Linked DNA regions of Mus musculus: all the other regions are linked to region 4. The links are chromatin contacts, called in public Hi-C and promoter capture Hi-C maps. All regions are on one chromosome and are shown on one strand. The core of a region is the stretch at or near the end of the contact, and the rest is flanking DNA. Distances in the headings are between cores, read along the strand shown.

Region 1 (2,700 bases), core at 64-2,563, 320 kb before region 4:
TTGACCCCTAATTTACTTTATCCACCCTGTCTTAGAAAGAGCAGTAAAACAAAGGAGGCTTATTAGGAAACTATGTAAACAACAGATTTTTCTTAATAGGTGTGAAGAATGGTTGCTATGCATAAATGATTGTTGGAAATTCTGTGTAGAACATGACCAAACAAGCAACAGCATTCACCACTGTATTCCAAGACCCAGCACAACGCTGCCTAGATGCCCACATTCTTTAATTGATACCTATTAAACATCTATTAGGAAAAGCCACGACCTTAAGCCTAGAAATTGCTATACTCAGCAGTACAGGAGGCTAAAACTTTTGAGAGAAAATTCATATGAGTAATATCATAAAACACCCACAGAACCAGAGAGCTCCACAACACAAAGGTATAAACTATCACATCTTCCAATGACACTTTTTTTTCTTAAGCCATGGTAAAATGAAGCAACCGAGACTAAGCCGACCCTACAAGAACACCTCTAAACATCACAGTCAAACTACAATTTTGCAATAAAAAAAATCCACAAAGTATCAGCCAGTCAAACTACAATTTTGCAATAAAAAATTCACAAAGTATCAACCAGTCAAATTACAATTTTGCAATTAAAAAAACCCACAATGTATCAACCAGTCAAACTACAATTTTGCAATAAAAAAAATCCACAAAGTATCAGCCAGTCAAACTACAATTTTGCAATAAAAAATTCACAAAGTATCAACCAGTCAAGTCACAATTTTGCAATTAAAAAAATCCACAATGTATCAACCAGTCAAACTACAATTTTGCAATATAAAAAAAAATCCACAAAGTATCATTCTCACTATCATCTTTCCTGGGACACTCCACATCTTTAATTCCAATCATTCCCTCCAAAAAAGAAAAAAGAAAGGGGGAAAAAACCCCTTCTTCTTACCAGGAATTCTCTTGCTGGATGTCTGGGCACAGCTCAGGTGTTCTCAGGAACGCAGACTTCACTGGGCATCTGCAGGCAGGGGATGCCAACGGCAGGGTGAGGCGCAGAAGTAAGCACCTCTCCAACCAAGAGTTGTCTGCAAGCCAGCCAGGTGCAGTCCGCCCAGAGTCTTGGGCGGCTGGCTCTCCTAGTTTAAAGTGAGAGCAAACTGAATTAGTCCTAAGCACTCCTTCTTGTCCACCTTCCAATTTCCAGACCTTTAAGCCTCCTTTATGGGGTAGGTTTAAAGCCCAAGACTGCAAAGCAAAATAGGCTCCAGGCAAGGTCCTTTTCCCGGTTGCTCTGCTCCCCAAAGCGCGGGAGCCTCACCTTAGCAGTGCCTGCCGCTGCTCGCTCCGAGATGAAGCTGTGCGCAAACTTCTCCGACTTAAGTCCTTTTCGGTGCGCGCGTCACCCGCTCCCTCCTCCCTACGCGCTGCGGCCAAGGGGGGTGGTGGGGGGAGCGGACGATCTCAGAGCCGGCCCCGCCCGGACCCTCCCTGCGCGTCAGCCCCTTCAGCCCTCGGAGGGAGGGGCTAGCAGCCGCTCCGTGCTCCTCCGGACCCCAAGCCCCAGCGGGAGAGGGTCTGCACTCGCTGCCGCTGCTCCACACCCCAAGAGTCCCCACACCCCAGCGCTCGGAGCTCCAGGAAGCGGGAGAGGGTCCCCAGTTAGACCTTGAGTAGGGAGGGAGTTGGGTGGTCGACAGATTGGGCTCAGTGATCGTAACCCGTCCCTGGAGGCAGCTTTCTGAGAGTCCAACCCCTTCCCTGGAGGATGAAAATTCCGTAGGGAGGTGAGTTTCCCAAAGAACCCTACCCCAAAGAGAGTGGTCCCTGGCTCCAAACGTGGTCACTCAGGTGACCGCACCAGGGACCCGATGGAGAGTGGAATCTGTAGTGGGGCGCGGCAGTAAAATTAGGGTGGGAGCGTGAGAAAACAGCTGACCAAGACCTGGAGTGCTGAGTAAGGACCCCGGAGGCAGAGGGTAAGAAAAACCAGAGGGTCCAGCAAGCCCTGGACCCCTTTGGATTTGGGCAGGTGCAACCTAAGGTGCAGGTTGGATTTGGGGGGACATTGCCCTCCACAAAAGAGGTTGTTGCTGGTTTATTATCTTAGGGTGAATGACCGAAGTGAGCACAGCTAGAAAAGAGTAGTCTGAGGTACCTACCTGACTTGGTGTTGAGGACAATTCCCCTTCTCCACTGAAAGCCAGCAGGAGCCCGGGACAATCTGATTCCAGGCGGGCGCAGTCTGGGCTGGCAGGCGCACCCTGGGAGGAAAGCAAGTTGCTTCCAAGGACGGGCTATCCTCCACCTCCTATCCGGAGCTGGGTGCAGCCAGGCATCAGCGGGCACTTCTTTTCCTGACTGTTCAAGCAAAAGCCAGGAAAAGCAGTTACCTGTGTATCCCGGGAATGCAAAGTGGCTGTAGCCCTCGAGGTGACTAACACACCAGAAAAAAAAAGTAGTAATAATAGAATGGGGAAGCGTCAGAGAGCAAGACAAAATACTTTCCTAGGCACTCAGAGGTTGAGTTTGGGTAGTTCTGGGTGACAGATTCAGGTGTCTTGTGAAAGGGGCTGCAGTTCTCCTTGTTCATCCATCCTTGGATCCCTTGCCCCTGAAGTCAGTGACTTCAGGCAAAGGTGTATGTGCTTCTGTCCTAATTTGAACCCCTACTCGACTCTTCCATGCAGAGAGACTATAGGGGCCCCTAATCTGTTTAGTTTGGGGCTTTTATTGCCCC
Region 2 (2,700 bases), core at 124-2,623, 420 kb after region 4:
TCTTCTATTTCTAGCATTTTTTTTAATTTAGAAAGAGAAGCCAGTTAGCAATATCCAGAACCTTTTGCTTATAGCAGCTGCTGATGGAGCTAACCTACTTAGAAATTCTTCCTCACCGGGAAGTCGAAAGGGGGAAGGTTTCCCAAGGAGTTCGCCAGTTCCTTCTTCATGAACATAAAAATGGCCTAAAGATGCTGTGTCTGCTGTGACTTTGGGGACATAATGAGAGTCTGAATAGGTCTCTCCAGCCTCATGATGGATGCTCGGCAGGCCAAGAGGAGCCTGCGGCCCCGGGTAACTTGGAAGACTCCAAGAAACTTTGGGAAGGAGAATTTACTATGTCTCTGCCGCTGTCCTGGACAGCCAAAGTCTCCTACTCCAATTCTTCAGAGTCAAAGTCTCTTCCCAAGATGGGGAGAGATTGCATCTGTTCTGGAGGGGACAGCTTGGGATGTTAAGGAAGAGGTTGTATACGCCCTAGGGATGATGGGAGGTGTGAAGATGCAGGCAGGGGTGCCTGGCAGTGGCTGTGGAAGGGGTCATAAATAGGCAGCAAGGCCAAGAAGGCTGAGTGTTCACTGATCTGTTATCTGATCCAGGCTCGGCATCTGAGTCTGGCTGGTAATCCTTCATGGGGTCTGTACATGGGGCTGGAAATGGGGCTTAACCAAAGTAAATGTAATAATGCACAGTTTATCTCTTGATGCCTGCTCCCCTCATCAACGAGAGAGAGGGGGGTACAGACAGAGAGAGTCAGAGAGAGGATGGAGGAGGGAGGGAGGAAGGGAGGGAGGAAGGGAGGGAGGGAGGGAGGGAGGGAGGGAGGGAGGGAGGGAGGGAGGGAGAGACAGAGAGATAGAGAGACAGAGGAGAGAGGAGATTATGGGCACACAGGCCCCCCCAAACTGGGGAAATTAGGGGGCAGGGGTGGAGCCAACCCATGAGGGCAGCTCTAGAGCTCGCCACGCTGTCACCCTCCTCCCCTCACACCCCAGCCCCCTCCAGCCTGCAGATGGCCCGCAGGGCACAGAGTGAAGCGGGACTGGACAGCTCCTGCCTTTTCATCTTCGGCCTCCAGGTCCCTCAACACCTGCCCCGCCGCCCGGAGATCTGTAAAGAGCCCACGTAGGTGTCCTAAAGTGCTTCCAAACTTGGCAAGGGCGAGAGAGGGCGGGTGGCTGGGGAGGGCGGAGGTATGCAGACAGGGAGTCAGAGTTCCCCCTCGAAAGCCTCAAAAGTGTCCACGTCCTCAAAAAGAATGGAACCAATTTAAGAAGCCCCGTAGCCACGTCCCTCCCCCCTCGGCTCCCTCCCCTGCTCCCCCGCAGTCTCCTCCCAGCACTGAGTCCCGGGCCCCTAGCCCTAGCCCTCCCATTGGTGGAGACGTTTTTGGAGGCACCCTCCGGCTGGGGAAACTTTTCCCATATAAATAAGGCAGGTCTGGGCTTTATTATTTTAGCACCACGGCAGCAGGAGGTTTCGACTAAGTTGGAGGGAACGGTCCACGATTGCATGCCTGCGCCCGCCAGGTGATACCTCCGCTGGTGACCCAGGGGCTCTGCAACACAAGGAGTCTGCATGTCTAAGTGGTAGACATGCTCAGCTTTGTGGATACGCGGACTCTGTTGCTGCTTGCAGTAACTTCGTGCCTAGCAACATGCCAATGTAAGTGTCTTCTGCTTGTTTGGGGGAGATGAAGGAGAGAGGCTGGATAGGTGGGCACCCTTATCTCAACAGAGGGAAACTTCACACATTCATTCCACATACAGCTTGTGAGGTCGCCCTCTAATCTGTCGGAGAAAACACTAGGGTTCACGAGATACATGGGAAAAGAATGGAAATATGAAAGACTTGACTGTTGCCAAGAGTTGGGGGAAGTTTTTCCCTTAAAACTAGACTGTTAGCCCGGATGCCCCGGTTGGTGAAGCTCACAAAGAGGCAAAGAAGGTTGCCTCAAGATATAAACCTGGCTGACAGCATGAACGACTGAGAGGGCTCCACTCTTCAATTCCCAGAATTATGCCCGTGGTCACGTTGTGAAACTTGAGGCCTAGTTTAGAAAGCCCCGTAATAGAATAATACAAAACTCACAGGACTCCATTTTCTTGTGGGCGGCCGAGTTGCTCTGGATGACGTTGATGAAGATAATGATAAAAATACGCCCCCTGGAGGGGGTAAAGTGCAGGAACAGGGACCAGGCCTTAAGCGCTAGGAATTCCAATTAAAGACTTCCCAGGTCCATGGAGTAATTTACATTTCTGGGCCATATGTAAAGAACCCAGATGGTGTATCTTGAGAAGCGGGCTGCTTCGGCCTCAGCTTTTATCTTCTGAATAGTCAAAGCAGCGTCCCAATCCATTACCTGATCATGGAAATGGTAACTTTTAACTAAAATAAGCTCTGTTCACTTACACTTCAACAAGTTCCCACCTGTAATCACACACGAAAACAACAGATGTGAGAAATATCAACTTCGTCCTGAGATTCAAGAGCCTGGGGATTCTTCTCAGGAGTCTCTTACTCGTTTACCATGTGACTTCAAATGAATCAATTGGGCCTTTTTCTAAAATGTGGGGTATATACTAAATGTGCCAACTTCGAGGCTATTTTCCATTTCTAGGTTGTATAACTAACTAGAATTTCCTGAAGAAAGAATGAAGAAAACCACTTGGGTTTCATCTTTTAAAATGGCTGCCTAAT
Region 3 (2,700 bases), core at 145-2,644, 470 kb before region 4:
CCAAATAACCCCATTAAGAAATGGGGCTCCTAGCTAAACAAAGAATTCTCACCTGAGGAATATGAATGGCTGAGAAGCACCTGAAAAAATGTTCAACATCCTTAAGCATCAGAGAAATGCAAATCAAAACAACACTGAGATTCCACTTCACTCCAGTCAGAATGGCTAAGATCAAAAATTCAGGTTACAGCAGATGCTGGCAAGGATGTGGAGAAAGAGGAACACTCCTCCATTTCTGGTGGGATTGCAAGCTGGTACAACCAGTCTGGAAATCAGTCTGGTGATTCCTCAGAAAATTGGACATAGTACTACTGGAAGATCCAGCAATACCTCTCCTGGACATATATCCAGAAGATGTTCCAACTGGTAATAAGAACACATGCTCCACTATGTTCATAGCAGCCCTATTTATAATAGCCAGAAGCTGGAAAGAACCCAGATGTCCTGCAACAGAGGAATGGATACAGAAAATGTGGTACATTTACACAATGGAGTACTCCTCAGCTATTAAAAACAATGAATTTATGAAATTCCTAGGCAAATGGATGGACCTGGAGGGCATCATCCTGAGTGAGGTAACCCAATCACAAAAGAACTCACACAATATGTACTCACTGATAAGTGGATATTAGCCCAGAAACTTAGAATACCCAAGATATGTATCAAAAGATGGCCTAGTCGGCCATCACTGGAAAGAGAGGCCCATTGGACTTGCAAACTTTATATGCCCCAGTACAGGGGAATGCCAGGGCCAAGAAGTGGGAGTGGGTGGGTAGGGGAGTGGGGGGGGGTGACTTTTGGGATAGCATTGGAAATGTAAATGAAATAAATACCTAATTAAAAAATAATAGATGGAAGTCCATGGAGGAGAGTTCTATTAAAAGAGAGAGAGAGAGAGAGAGAGAGAGAGAGAGAGAGAGAGAGAGAGAGAGAGAAAGAGAGGAAGAGAAGAGAAGAGAAGAGAAGAGAAGAGAAGAGAAGAGAAGAGAAGAGAAGAGAAGAGAAGAGAAGAGAAGAGAAGAGAAGAGAGGAGAGTGTCAGGTTCCCTGGGGTTGGAATTACAGTCAGTTGTGAGTTGACTGACATGAGTTCTGGGAACTGAACTGAGTTCCTTTGCAAGAGCACTAAATGCTCTTAACCACGGAGCCATTTGTACCAGACAAATTAATCTGTCTGATGTGGAAAGCAGCCATCACAGCCCAACTCTCTGCAGAGAAGCGGTAGTATGCTGACTTAACTTACCCGAAAAGAAATGTTCTCTATTAGCCAGCGAATAAAAGCAAAACAAAAAGGGAGGTGTTACTTGATTGTTTACACTAGCATTGTCATCAGGATGCTGTGTTCATTATGAGGCTACGTGATACCACCTTGACATGGATGTACTGGGAAGATGTGTAAGGCTACATGCAACAGAGTATGACTAAAATGTGATCTTGCTACTCCAAGCTTGAAGGTACACTGCGTTGGTTTCGGTTTCTCTGGTCGCCTGTGGTTTCCACCATGACCACTAGGTGGCAGCTGTGGCTCCAAGCTGAAGAATGTCTAGGGACAAAAGCTGGAAATTACTGTTACCGAGGAAGAAGCCCCTTCCAGATCTTTCGGTTATGGCTTGGATATGAAGTGTCCTTCCTAAGAGGCTGTGTTGAAGTCTTGGCTCTGGTCTGATGTTCTTACTGAGAGGTAACTGAATTACAAAGACACTAACTCCATTAATGGGTGAGTCTGTTGATGAGTACACAGCGGAAAGGGCTTCCCAACTTGGACACGTTACATAGTTACATAAACCCTTGTGTCTCCACACCCTTGTGTCTGTGTCTCAAATGGCTCAATAGAGACCCAAACCTCTCCTGTCATATGCCAGATTGCTCAAGTAAGTCAAGAGAACTCCAGATTTAAGGAGAACTGTGCTGTAATTTAGGTATCTATGAAAAACAATGGCTTTACTACCTTGGTACGCTATAGGGAGAGTTGTCAGGAGGTAGATCCTTACACAGCAGTGGAGCAAGGCACACTGTCTCTGTTCCTGGAGCTCAAAATAACGGAGTAGGGAATTTTGGGCAGGAAGTAAGTCTGGCTACTTAATTTAAAATATATATTTTTATTTTATTTTATTTTATTTTATTTTATTTTACTTGGTTTGTTTTCAAGGTAGAATTTCTCTGTGTAGCCCTTGGCTGTACTGGAATCTGTAGACCAGGCTGGCCTCGAACTTAGAGATCTGCCTGTCTATGTATCCTGAGTTCTGAGATTGAAGGCATATACCACCACCACCACCAGCACCACCATCATCTCTCTCTCTCTCTCTCTCTCTCCCTCTCTCTCTCTCTCTACCTCTACCTCTACCTCTATCTCTCTCTCTCCTGTGCACTAAAAATTATGATTGGCATGCCTTTTTAATAAATGCATATGACTATTCTGGACTATTAAGAGCAAAACATAAATAAAAAATAAATAAAAAATAAAAAGAAGGTGAGAACTAAAGTTATTCTTAGGTTTCCATAAAGCTTTGTGCACACATATATATGGGCATGCACACAGACATAGGAACATACCCACCCACCCACATACACACACACACACACACACACACACACACACACGATCCTGATAGAATTTTTTTCCCTAACAGTGTATCAGGATGGCCATCTTCACCTGTTCACCAGCCAAAATTCCAAAGATGGAAGAGTGATGAGACAAGTT
Region 4 (2,700 bases), core at 72-2,571:
TTGGGAAGCACATGGTGCGTCACAATAAATGTCTGCTGTTATTAGTGTTGGAAAAATGTAGGCATATATGACTAATCATGTTTGAAAATAGTTCTTTAGGTTATTTGAGATGAACTAATTTCTTTCAATGACTGAAAGGATTCATAAAACTAAATTTACAACTTCTTCACATGCAACTACTTATTGACAACCCTGTCAATCTATATTACTGACACCATTCAAGGCCCTTATTTTTCAGTGGTTTTAAAGTCCACACATTCTATTCCTATAACCAACCTTATTGAAACTACTACCATGTCTCTGCACTGTCATGAATATTGTGTTCCTTCTTACATAATCAAAACCCATAACAAGCCGTGAATTATGAGTTGCAAAAGAGGCTTTAGTTTTCATACCTAACTTTAAGTGTTTGTCCATTCACTGGCTTTAACACCTCAAATTTTTAAAAACTATTTTTTTTTTTACTATTCCAATGTCTGCCAGAACAGCAACATCCTTTTTAATATTTCACACATTTTTTTCAAGCATTCTGCCCTTCCTTCTTTAAGACATGGCTAATAGAGAAAGAACTTCAGTTATTACTAAGCTATTCCTTCCCCTGACCCATTTAAGTCATCAAAACCAACATCTACTGCCTTAGCAGTGGGACAAGGTCTAGGTCAGAAGTGTTCCAAGTAACTCGCCTTTGACCCAGACCTTTCATAACAGGCACTTTAACAATAAGGACACGTAAATTCACCTTTGTAACTCACGGTTATCAAACTAACGCATCATTATTAGTGGGCTTAAAGCTTACTACTCCCCAAATGTCATTTCTTAAAAAAAAAAAAAAAAAGTTAAGATCCAGAATGAGTAAAGCAAAGGAAACAGCAAGGCTTGGGAAATTGGGTTACTCCCCAAACTAGCACATAGAAAAAGAAAAACTTATGCTAACCAATTCACCGCTCTGTGCAACCTAGCATATAGGTTTAAACTTTTGTCTAAATACAACTTCAGGAAACCGTTCGGAACTAGGACACAGGAAGAGAACCTTCTCCAAAGAACCCAAATAACTCGCTTTTGAACACCAAAGTCATTGACAGAGGGCCGGTAGTCTCCTCCCACAACCCTGCTCCCGACTCAGCAGGTCCTAGGGTCCCCAAACTTCGAACCTCAGCACTGTTCTTACCCAGGCCTGCACGCCTCATCCTGCCAGGAGAGGGAAAGGCGGGCAAGGAGGAGTGAGTAGGAAAGGGCCAGGGTCACCCGACCTCGGCTTCAGTCCCAGGGCTCCTAAGAGCAACAACTTTTTGCCTCAGAGCGCCACGACATCAGTAAAGTCTAAACACCGCGCCGGTTTATGTCGTCACTCGGACACATATAGGCGTCCTGAAATGCGATTACTAGTTGCATTCTGGGAAATGTAGTTTTCCGTCTTCTGGGGCACTGGGTAAGAGGGGCGTGGTAGGAACAATGCCTGGAATGGGCGGGGCTTCCGGAAGGGCAGCGACAGCTGCTGGGGCTCTAGTCCTGTTATTCTGGGTCATTACTTAATCCAGAACTTTTAGTATGGCACTTTTTGATGTTAGTGCCAACTTTAACCTGGGAGAGTTACCCCTCCCTAGCCGGGATGATGGTTGACTCTTTCATGATTTTCCCTTGCACTCCCGCTCACCCAAAGTCAGAGGTGAGAAAGTCAGTGCAAACTTTGTTCAAACAGAGTCTCATCTTACTGTCTGAGCCTCTTAGCAGGAAAGGAAAATCAATCCTCTTCCTTCCTGATCCTGCCCAGTGGAATAGTTAAAAAAAAATATATATATATATACACATATATATATATATATATATATGTGTGTGTGTGTGTGTGTGTGTGTGTGTGTGTGTGTGTGTGTATGTATGTATGTATGTATGTATCCTTGCAGTAGAACTTCCGGGTAGGGAAGTGGGGAGTCTCAGCTTCCTAACGCATTTGATCTAAGTCTGGAAAGAACTGTGATATTTAGCTTTTAAACACTCCACCCTACTTAGAGCTTTTAAAACGTACACACAAATACCTCATACTTGTTTCCATGGAGCATGTAGCCATCCTCTGCTACATATGCAGCAAGTACCCTTAGCTGCTGAACCACCTCACTACACACATTATACTTCATAATAGAAACACATTGCACTAACACTCTGCCCTCAGCTTACTGTGGTTTGATGGCTGAAAGAAAGAGTCTAAGTTCCGCCTTCTTTGCTTCTATTGCTATGTGATAATTTTCAATTCAACTAATACAGAATGTGAGATGAGTATGGGGATATAACAAAGATCCTTGATGATTTTATCACAAGTTCTTATTCAAGTACAACATGTGACTATGGGAACTATAAGTGTTCATACTCGAGCATAAACATGCCATCTTCACCTTGTAGCTTTTAATATCTTGCAAAATTTGATGAGTCAGAGGGCTATCAGAATCCAGAGCATATTAATGAAGAACAATAAAAACACTTATTACAAATATATCATTTGCACATGAGCATGTTATATTATGCCATTAGACTTCATTTGCATGATACAAGATCAAAGACAAAAATTATTAAGAGTTTCAGAACAATGAGGCACACCAAACAAGTGTGGGGGTTTGAGCAAGGGCACAGGGTCACTACATTGGCTGCATAACCATAAACTTGCATTTGTCTTAGGAAACATTTTTTGATTATTCAAGGTCATAATTC
Region 5 (2,700 bases), core at 159-2,658, 330 kb after region 4:
AGTGACTGTGTGGTTTCAAGTCAATGAATTTCAATGTCAACCTCACTGCCAACAACATGATGACCAGGGTGGGGTGCCTTTTTTCTAAAGGATTTGTAAGCCAGTGTCTAGTGAAATAACACTGTGCTGGGCTCTCGGGTGGGTTTGAGGCTATCGAGACTCTCTGTAGGTAATTAGTCCCCTTTAAATGTAAATATGAAATTTTGTTAATAGGCTTTCAGAACTGAAAGAGATTTTCTAATAAAATCATCACTAATAACCTGACTCCCTCTAACAAACCTTACTTCTACCCCCACAAAGGATCAGGGTTCCCCTTGTGACACCAACCCCTTTCTGCTGGAATCCAGAGCTACTGCAGTCTTGATTCAAACCACCCAGTTTTATTTCATGTTCCTTTAATGGAGAGCTGGCCTTTCTGCCGTGGGCCTCCTTTTACTGCACATGCAGAATAAGGGACACTGGAATAAGGCAGGAAATCTGAGCCTTGAAGCAGTAGCATAAACAAACAAACAAACAACAACAACAACACACACACATACATACATACATACACACACAGACTAGCTGCCCATTGCACATGCCATAATAGATCTCCTCAGAAACTGGACCAAACTGGTATTGACCAAGGATCAGTCAATGATGTCAAGCCATGAATTGCCTCTAATGAGGACTCTAACTCTAGCTTCAGACCACAGCTCAAATACCTCATCTTTCTTGATAACCAGCATTAATAATTAATACCATTTCCCCTGTGTCCCAGGCATTATATAAATCTATTTTGTCACTAAGAGTCTGTCTTCCCATGGGATGATGATGCATGTCCAGGGAAATGAATGTATCTTATCATTTTTCTATCTTTGGAACAGATTAGTAGTTTAACAAATGTCTGAGGGTAGAAAAAAAAAAGTCAAAGAAAAACAGGAAGAAGATAGCATACTCTTTTTATTGAACATCAGGGGGCATCAGAGAAAGAATGAAGAAGTATATGAAATCTTGCCTCCTCTTTTTATGACAGTGAAAGCCTATGAGCATAGCCAGACAGTCCTAACCAGTATTGTGAATTCGTTTCTAAAAGCAAGGCAAGCTTATATTGCTCTTGACCCTCTGGTAACTCTGGCCAATGTGATTTCAATCGTTTACTGTTTGTTCTGGGAAGTCTCAACAACGAACACCGTGTCCTTGCAAATGTAGCAAAGTGCCTGCATTTTCTTTGGTTAGGAGCCCTGTATAGTACCATGGCATTTTGTAGAAAATCATTTCAATAATGTGTTTTGAAGCAGATTGATTTTGCAGCCGCTCTCTGCACTCCTTTGCAGCTGTGTTCCTCCATCCAGTACTTTGTACTGTAGTCTTCACAAAGCAACACTAGAGGGACCAGCCTCATATTTTTCAGAGGCCTTTTGTGTCAACCAAGCCAAGTACAATTAAGGCTGTTCCCAGAAAGAGGAATGGATAACGTTGGCAACTGGGCTGTACCACCCAGAACCACAAAATGAAAAAGCTGCAAACGTAACCAACATGGTTTTCCTCGGCATTTATAACTCAGAAGACCTACGTGGCATTTTCTATGGCAAGGGGCAGTACTTTGGGAAATTATACTTAAAAAATTAGCCAGCAGTCTCTCGTGGACTCAAGAGAAAGTCTGCAACCTGGGTAGGGGGGTGGAGGGTGGGGGCGTGGATTGGAGCAGTAAATAAGCAGGCTTGTTGCTTAGTAATACTGTCAATTTTTCTCCCCCCTCCCCCCACCTCTCTCTCCTCTCTCTCCTCTCTCCTCTCTCTCTCTCTCTCTCTCCCTCCCTCCCTCCCTGTCTCCCTCCCCCCACTTCTCTCTCCTCTCTCTCTTCTCTCTCTCTCTCCCTCCCTCTCTCTCTCTCCCTCCCTCTCTCTCTTCTCTCTCTCTCACACACACTTCTAAGGGATAAAATCAATTAAATGTCAGATTTTTCCCAGCTGATAAGCACGTTCAGATTTCAGACTAACACCTCCCCCCCCCAAAAAAAAAATAAAAAAACAAACAAAAAAAAAAAACAAAAAAAAAACCAACCTATGTCTGTTGGTGAGAATAAGTGGGGAGACATACAAAGTCCTCCTTTTTAAGATAAGGTCATAAAGCAATCCCATAACCCTTCCTCTGGACATTTTGCTCTCCGTTTTTGCTTCACCTGTGGACCGGAGAACCCACATAGCTGGGCAAAACAGTGCTGTGCTGGTGCTTACAGACGGATGCAAGGGAAGTAGTCAGGCTAGTGACCCAAGTCTTTCAGAACTAATAAGGTGAGTGAATCAGATAAAATTAATGAAGGGGGGGGGGGAAAACCCTCTCTTGTCTGTAATGTCAGACAACACTGTAGCTTTAATTTGTCGATTTCACAAAGGCCTTCTGGGCTCCCGAGCTCACTCCGTTAGTGAGTTACCTCGCCTGCAGATTCTCTCATCCCTCTGGTCCCCGTGGTCTGTTCTAATTAATATAAAAACCATGCTGCTCTAATAATTTGACCATACCATTTCTCTCCTCAAATCCTCGTAGTAGCTTTTAATTGCACTAAAACCTGGAATTCAATTTAAAATCGATACCCAGGCGCTGAGGCTGTGCTTCGGATGATCTCGAGTCTCTGACCCCACCAGTGGCCTCTGAGCTCTGCAGAGCCAGGCCTGTCACTCTAAGCCGTCAATCTGCTTGACTCCAATAACATCTTGA
Region 6 (2,700 bases), core at 95-2,594, 470 kb after region 4:
CAGCCCCGAATTCAGATGTTCAATGTGAACACTCATGTGCCCTTCTCCCAATCTTCCCATTTCCTGTCTCTTCTGAAAAAAAAAATACATATTTGTCTCCACAAATGCGAAAATTCTGTCTTCTCATTAAATCTTAAAATACAAACAGGTCTTAGATGGACATTTTTAAAAAGTTTGGCAGTGAGGCAGATCCAAAGAACACGACACACCATAGGGAAGCAGAATGCTGAAATACAAAAGAAGAAAGGTACAACTACTTTAGTAAAGTCAGAGAATAAGCCGGGATATCGGAGAAAGCTTGTACTTCCAGCACCTCGTACACAGAGGCAGGAGGGTAGCAAGTTCAAGGTCAGCCATGGCTAAACTAAGGACATCGTCTCAAAAAAATTAAGATGAAAAGAAAACAGAGAGACAAGAAGAGAAGGATACAGGAAAAGACAGAGAAATGAAAGGAGGAAGAGTTAGTAAGGGGAGAAAGGAAGGGAAGAGATTAAAGGTCAGAAAGCCCAGAGAACAAAGATCCCATGGCTATACTTCTTTGTAAAAAATAAATAAATAAAAAAGTTCTGACAAGAATTTAGGCAAAAGGTGTCTTCATATACAATTACAGTAAGCATTAACGAGTTCAAATTTTTTGGAAAGAAACTACCAGTAAAGAGCTAAAAGCTTAAAAGTGATTATATTTCTAACACATTTTATTTCACACCCTACATGTTGGTAAGGGGCAAATCTTTGGTTTTTCAAAAGTGTTTTGCTCACAGAGCCTGTAAGACAGTCTTGGCATAAAGGAGTGTGACTCTAGCTTTCTCTCCACTGCTTGGTCCAGAGCAGCTTCCAGCTGAAGGCCAGAATGGCTTGTCCAGAGCATCCTATACCACAGCGGGCCAACCCCACTGTCCAGAACATCACACATCTGAAGGCAAGGGGTGCACATCACAGAAACACCACAGGAAGCCCAGGCAGCTGCTAGCTTTGGGAGGTGCCATGACTCTTGTCGGCACAAATCCGAGAGAGAGAACAAGAAAGAAAGGCCCAGCTCTCAAAAAAGAAAAAACAAAACAAAACAAAACAAAACAAAACGAACTCTGAGCTGTGACCACTACTCATTTAACCCTCTGAACAGATATGACGGCAAATGGTCTGAAATAAAGATTTTGTGTGTGTGTCTGTGTGTGTGTGTCTGTCTGTGTGTGTGTGTGTGTGTGTGTGTGTGTGTGTGTGTGTGTGTGTGTACGTTTTCTTGCTTTTACTTCCATCAAAGACAAGCCCTAACAGGTTGCCAAAAGAAGGCCACCACTTGTCCTTCCTACATGTTCTTAGCAACAGAGGGGTAAATGAATCTCAGTGACTGACTCTCAACAGCCTTGAGTACATGTGCAAAAATAAGAGCTGACCCTAACATCGTGGCTCAGGCCAGTTGTCTTGGCTTTATTTATACCAACCTTGGAAATTAACCAAATGCCTAATAATAGTGGACTGGTCAGCACAGACGTGGGGCAACCATGTGATGGATGGTGGGACAGTTATTTTGAATGTTCTCAAAGTATAGTTAATGATGTGGAAAAGTTAACAACCATGCTTTAAAACAAACAAGTAAAGCACAATAGAATTGCTTCTAGTGCAGACGTTACGGAACTAGCACGCAGTGAGGAAAAAAAATCTTACCCAGTCAGTCAATATTACACTTGAAGATCTCAGAGGAGATCCCAACCGCCATGTGCACTACATGATTCTTGTTTTATACTGGATAGCTGCCTCTATGAATGAGCATCCGAAACTACTTGGTTGAAAATTAGGCCATATTGCAAAGGAAATACTTATATTTATGTAATGCATTTTATATAGTATTTATATTATAAATATATTTGCAAAATTATTTAAATTTACATATTTATATAAATTCATAAATCATACATTTATATTGTATAATATATTTATTTTATTATTTATAAAATATATAAATTTATATAACTTTAGAATATTTATAAAAATAGTATAACATATATTTATGTATTATATATTCTATCTATATATTAGACAGAGAATTGATAGAATATATTCTCCATCAAAATAGTAGTCACTGGTACAAAAATACACATACTATGACAGATAAAGAAAATGAAATTGATTTAAAAATATCAAATTTTAATGATCATCTCTTGGTTATTCTAGAGCATACATTCATTAGGAAAATAAAGAAAGAAATTTAAAATAAAAGTAAAACTTTACAAATGTATTTAAATCATCTTTTACACACAGCACATGTGTGAATAGTGTATAGTGAATAGTGTGTACCTCATTATATGCAATGTAAGTTTAAGCATTGTGTTTGATGCAGATATGCATAAAAATCCAGAAAGCATATGTACAAAAACATTTATATCCATCATCACTAATGACACAATAGATACTGCCAGACAATGAGTTCTTTCATCTTTCTGTAGCCTTCAGAAGCATTAAATGAATATATATTGCTTTCATTATAAAGAAAAATGATTATTTTAAATGGCATTCACAAAACACTGGTATCTTTAACATTAAGCTTTACTTTATTATAAATGCTTAATTCATAGTTTTCAGTGGACCAATTCTGCATCAAAAGACAAATGATGTAGTTAAAATTTTACGCTCAATAAATTCTAAGAATGCATCTGTGGTCAAGGATGTTTCAGTCCACAGGATGAGATTACTCTACCTTAG
Region 7 (2,700 bases), core at 85-2,584, 310 kb after region 4:
CTTCTCAGCCCCTACACACATTCACTTTTACATGAATGCACACACATAAAAAGTAGATGCTAATAGCTCCATCAGAAACAAAAGTTCAGCGTTTGTCTTTGTGGACTTGAGTTTCCTTCTTTGTATGATATTTTTCAGCTCCATCCATTTTCCCACAGATCTTCTTTTCTTTTATCTTTGCCCCGAATAAGATGCTATTGTATGTTTGCCTCGCATTTTCATCCTTCATCTAGACTGACTCCATTGCCTTGATATTGTGAACAGCGCAAGCGACATGAATGAGGATGAATATGGGGTAGCAAATGTCTCCAACGCAGGATCTAGAGTGCCTTGGGTATACAGCAGTGGTACCACTGGATCCTTCAGCAGTTTTAATTTCAGCTTTTTGAGAAATCACCATGGTTACTGTCATAATGACTGCTTTGCATGGCACTCCCACAAGAAGGGCTCCTCTTGCAATATGTTTATAGGTTTCACCATAACTGCGAACATTGCACACACTGCTGCATGTATATTTATCATCTGTCCAATAAATCACAAATTAAAACTTGGAAAACGCTAACAGGTTGCCTCTACAGGTTAGGCTACTGAAACAATGAAGGACAAACACTGATGTCCTTTAAGCCCGTACAATGTTTGTATTCAGTGAATCTTAATATATAAAATATATCACCCTACTCTTATGCAATGTCTCATGAAGAGGGCACATTAAATTTATGTTCTTAGCTTTACCATGTCCCATAGTTGTAAGTGAGCATGAAGATCCAGCCTCTTGTCTTGCCTGAAGACTGGAGCTCATGTATATTCGGTTTCTCTCATGAGAGCACTTTGCCAAGATCACAAACTTCTAGAGTAAAGTTTCTCTCTTTAATTTCCTTCTTTCTTAAACAAATCTTTAACTGTCAGAGGTATTAAAATGGAAGTAATCTTTTACAAGAGCATTTTTTTTGAGCACCCGCAAGGCCTTGTGACTTCAGATGCCACCGGAGCTAGCTGCCGATAGTAACTCAGATAACAACACATTTCACACAGCTAATCTAGTGAGGCTTTCTAAAAATATTAATAATAAAATCCAAGTGATTGAATTCTTTACATGAGCACAGCACAAGCTCGCAGGCTGCGTGCGTCATTGGGCTCTGGTTGCTAGGAAATCCATGAATAGAACCTAATATGCATTCAGCAACAGGCTGCCGACGCCATCCATCTCCACGGACGCTTCCTCAATTGCCTTTGAAATGACATTAAGATAACTTTGAAGCATTCAAGACAAGCCAGAGTCAGTGTGCACAAAGGAAGCAGACCATTTTTGGACAACCAGCTGCACTTCCTGTACAGCCTTTTGAAGTGCACTTTGTCTGTGTACTTTGTTCAGGTAGCGAGGGACTGAGAGAGAAGGCTGTATTGTAAGGGCAGATGAGACACGAAGCAGGATACAGATGCGTGGGCTTTGGAGACAGATGCATACAAAGTCAGAAATGTACCAGTTTGCCTACACCAACTTTGTTTTCATGTTTTGTGTGGGGAAGTGGTTGGGCTGGTAATGATGATGACACGGCTATGGTGGCAGCAGTGGCGGCAGTGGTGTGTGTGTTTAACATGTGCAGGTGTATGTGTGCATGTATTTGCATATATGCAGAAGTCAGAAAGTCAATTGTAGTTCTTCTCCTCTGTCATGCTCTATGGTAATTTTTGAGTCCAGGTCTCCTAGGGAACCAGGATGTGACTAATTTAGCTAAGGTGGCTAGTCAGCTACCTCTGCTCGCCCAGCTCTGTGATTACAGATGTGTACTGCTGTGTTTAGCTCTGATGTTGGTGCTGAGGATCCAAAGTCCGCTCTTCGTACTTGCACAGTCAATCATGTCCACACTCCAGTCATCCTTAGCTTTTCTGAGGTTAACATTCCTCTCTCACGAGACTAATCACAGCCATGACACAAAATGACTTTAAGCATGAAGGATCTTGGATCCAGAGCTTCTACTACACAGTGATGTCACAGTCTTACCCTTACACAGTCAGACTTAGGTAGTAGGTGTGAAACCGTGGTACTGGGTGTAGTAAAGTGAAAAGTGCAGCTGCGGTCACGGCCATTACAGTTCCTGGAATTAGATAACTATCTAAGGAGAGGCTCATCTAGTTTAAAGCTTTGCATCGCCATTGCGGCCTAACAATGAAAGCAATTACAGTGTGCTTGTATGGGATCGTTCACAAACATCTCCAAATGCAGTCAGCTTCAGTCAACGCAGAAAAGTGGTAAATGCTGGTCCGGAGTCATAGGCTGGGAGGAGGGACGGAGTTCATAGGAAGAGTGAAAAGAGTGATGGCTCAGGCTCCTTACTTCCTCTCAGGGGTCACTTCCAGGCTCTTCCACCACTTCCTATCAGTACATTGTGTTCCTCATGTGACGAAGCTAATCACTGTGAGACAGAAATTCCCAAGTAAAAATAAAAGAAAGGAGAATCGGGAGTAGCAAAAGGAAGCTTCAAGGATTTTCTGATGAGTGTGAGAATACACTGAATGATGGATGCTTTAAATGTTGAAGCTGGCTCTGTTGAGTCCCTCCTCACATGGCTATAGACCGAGAGAAAAGGCAGAGCTCAGGCCGGAACACGTGTGCCTATCTCAGGACGCTCAGGTCGGTTTCCAATCCCACCACTGAAAATAAGAATTTTTGAAAAATATCCCTTTTAAAAAAATATGCAC

Evidence for each region. Promoter capture Hi-C pulls out the DNA fragments that hold promoters and counts their contacts. Hi-C and Micro-C count contacts between places; a contact is called where the count stands out from the background.
Region 1: a promoter capture Hi-C map of stem cell-derived epiblast-like cells shows a contact between it and region 4, with 2.2 times the contacts expected there. The contact joins the promoter of Calcr here to the promoter of Bet1 in region 4.
Region 2: a Hi-C map of embryonic fibroblasts shows a contact between it and region 4, with 5 times the contacts expected there. The contact joins the promoter of Col1a2 here to the promoter of Bet1 in region 4. A contact is called at or near these places in 5 of 39 promoter capture datasets (embryonic stem cells, frontonasal cranial neural crest, maxillary cranial neural crest and 1 more), 3 of 484 Hi-C or Micro-C datasets (embryonic fibroblasts, embryonic stem cells and palatal mesenchyme) and 2 of 115 datasets of contacts at active chromatin or transcription factors (the NIH/3T3 cell line and embryonic limb bud).
Region 3: a promoter capture Hi-C map of the HPC-7 cell line shows a contact between it and region 4, with 2.4 times the contacts expected there. The contact joins the enhancer-like site here to the promoter of Bet1 in region 4. A contact is called at or near these places in 9 of 39 promoter capture datasets (the 3T3-L1 cell line, 3T3-L1-derived adipocytes, the C10 cell line and 5 more).
Region 5: a contact with region 4 is called in a promoter capture Hi-C map of hippocampal neurons, with 2.5 times the contacts expected there. The contact joins the enhancer-like site here to the promoter of Bet1 in region 4. A contact is called at or near these places in 4 of 39 promoter capture datasets (the 3T3-L1 cell line, 3T3-L1-derived adipocytes and hippocampal neurons) and 1 of 484 Hi-C or Micro-C datasets (uterus).
Region 6: a Hi-C map of myocytes shows a contact between it and region 4, with 4 times the contacts expected there. The contact joins the enhancer-like site here to the promoter of Bet1 in region 4. A contact is called at or near these places in 4 of 39 promoter capture datasets (the 3T3-L1 cell line, 3T3-L1-derived adipocytes and hippocampal neurons), 5 of 484 Hi-C or Micro-C datasets (3T3-L1-derived adipocytes, cerebral cortex, myocytes and 2 more) and 1 of 115 datasets of contacts at active chromatin or transcription factors (stem cell-derived neural progenitor cells).
Region 7: a promoter capture Hi-C map of neural stem cells shows a contact between it and region 4. The contact joins the enhancer-like site here to the promoter of Bet1 in region 4. A contact is called at or near these places in 5 of 39 promoter capture datasets (the 3T3-L1 cell line, 3T3-L1-derived adipocytes, hippocampal neurons and 1 more), 1 of 484 Hi-C or Micro-C datasets (uterus) and 1 of 9 other capture datasets (liver).

The regions. Positions count from the first base shown.
Region 1 is chr6:3,762,310-3,765,009 of GRCm38.p6, forward strand. Calcr (calcitonin receptor) reads right to left here and starts at 1,314. Exons shown (of 16, transcript NM_001377018.1): 1 at 1,282-1,314; 2 at 913-1,099. Gm33576 (a long non-coding RNA gene) reads left to right here and starts at 1,490. Exons shown (of 4, transcript XR_377297.1): 1 at 1,490-1,747.
Region 2 is chr6:4,504,245-4,506,944 of GRCm38.p6, forward strand. It overlaps Col1a2 (collagen, type I, alpha 2), which reads left to right and starts at 1,374. Exons shown (of 52, transcript NM_007743.3): 1 at 1,374-1,665. The coding sequence starts at 1,596.
Region 3 is chr6:3,619,222-3,621,921 of GRCm38.p6, forward strand. No RefSeq gene overlaps it. Among named protein-coding and RNA genes, the nearest start is that of Gm52885, 50 kb to the left of the region's middle. Within about 2 kb of position 1,395, at least 24 of the 459 cell types and tissues checked have an H3K27ac peak or open chromatin away from gene starts, as enhancers often do. A contact at or near this core is called in the HPC-7 cell line, where this site is marked.
Region 4 is chr6:4,085,609-4,088,308 of GRCm38.p6, forward strand. Bet1 (Bet1 golgi vesicular membrane trafficking protein) reads right to left here and starts at 1,322. Exons shown (of 4, transcript NM_009748.3): 1 at 1,169-1,322. The coding sequence starts at 1,187.
Region 5 is chr6:4,415,938-4,418,637 of GRCm38.p6, forward strand. All of the region lies in intron 3 of Gm46948 (a long non-coding RNA gene), which reads right to left. Among named protein-coding and RNA genes, the nearest start is that of Gm33788, 7.5 kb to the right of the region's middle. Within about 2 kb of position 1,409, at least 131 of the 459 cell types and tissues checked have an H3K27ac peak or open chromatin away from gene starts, as enhancers often do. A contact at or near this core is called in 3T3-L1-derived adipocytes, hippocampal neurons and uterus, where this site is marked.
Region 6 is chr6:4,551,102-4,553,801 of GRCm38.p6, forward strand. No RefSeq gene overlaps it. Among named protein-coding and RNA genes, the nearest start is that of Gm33959, 35 kb to the right of the region's middle. RefSeq lists an enhancer at 2,436-2,700. Within about 2 kb of position 1,345, at least 3 of the 459 cell types and tissues checked have an H3K27ac peak or open chromatin away from gene starts, as enhancers often do. A contact at or near this core is called in myocytes, where this site is marked.
Region 7 is chr6:4,396,632-4,399,331 of GRCm38.p6, forward strand. All of the region lies in intron 3 of Gm46948 (a long non-coding RNA gene), which reads right to left. Among named protein-coding and RNA genes, the nearest start is that of Gm33788, 27 kb to the right of the region's middle. Within about 2 kb of position 1,335, at least 32 of the 459 cell types and tissues checked have an H3K27ac peak or open chromatin away from gene starts, as enhancers often do. A contact at or near this core is called in hippocampal neurons and neural stem cells, where this site is marked.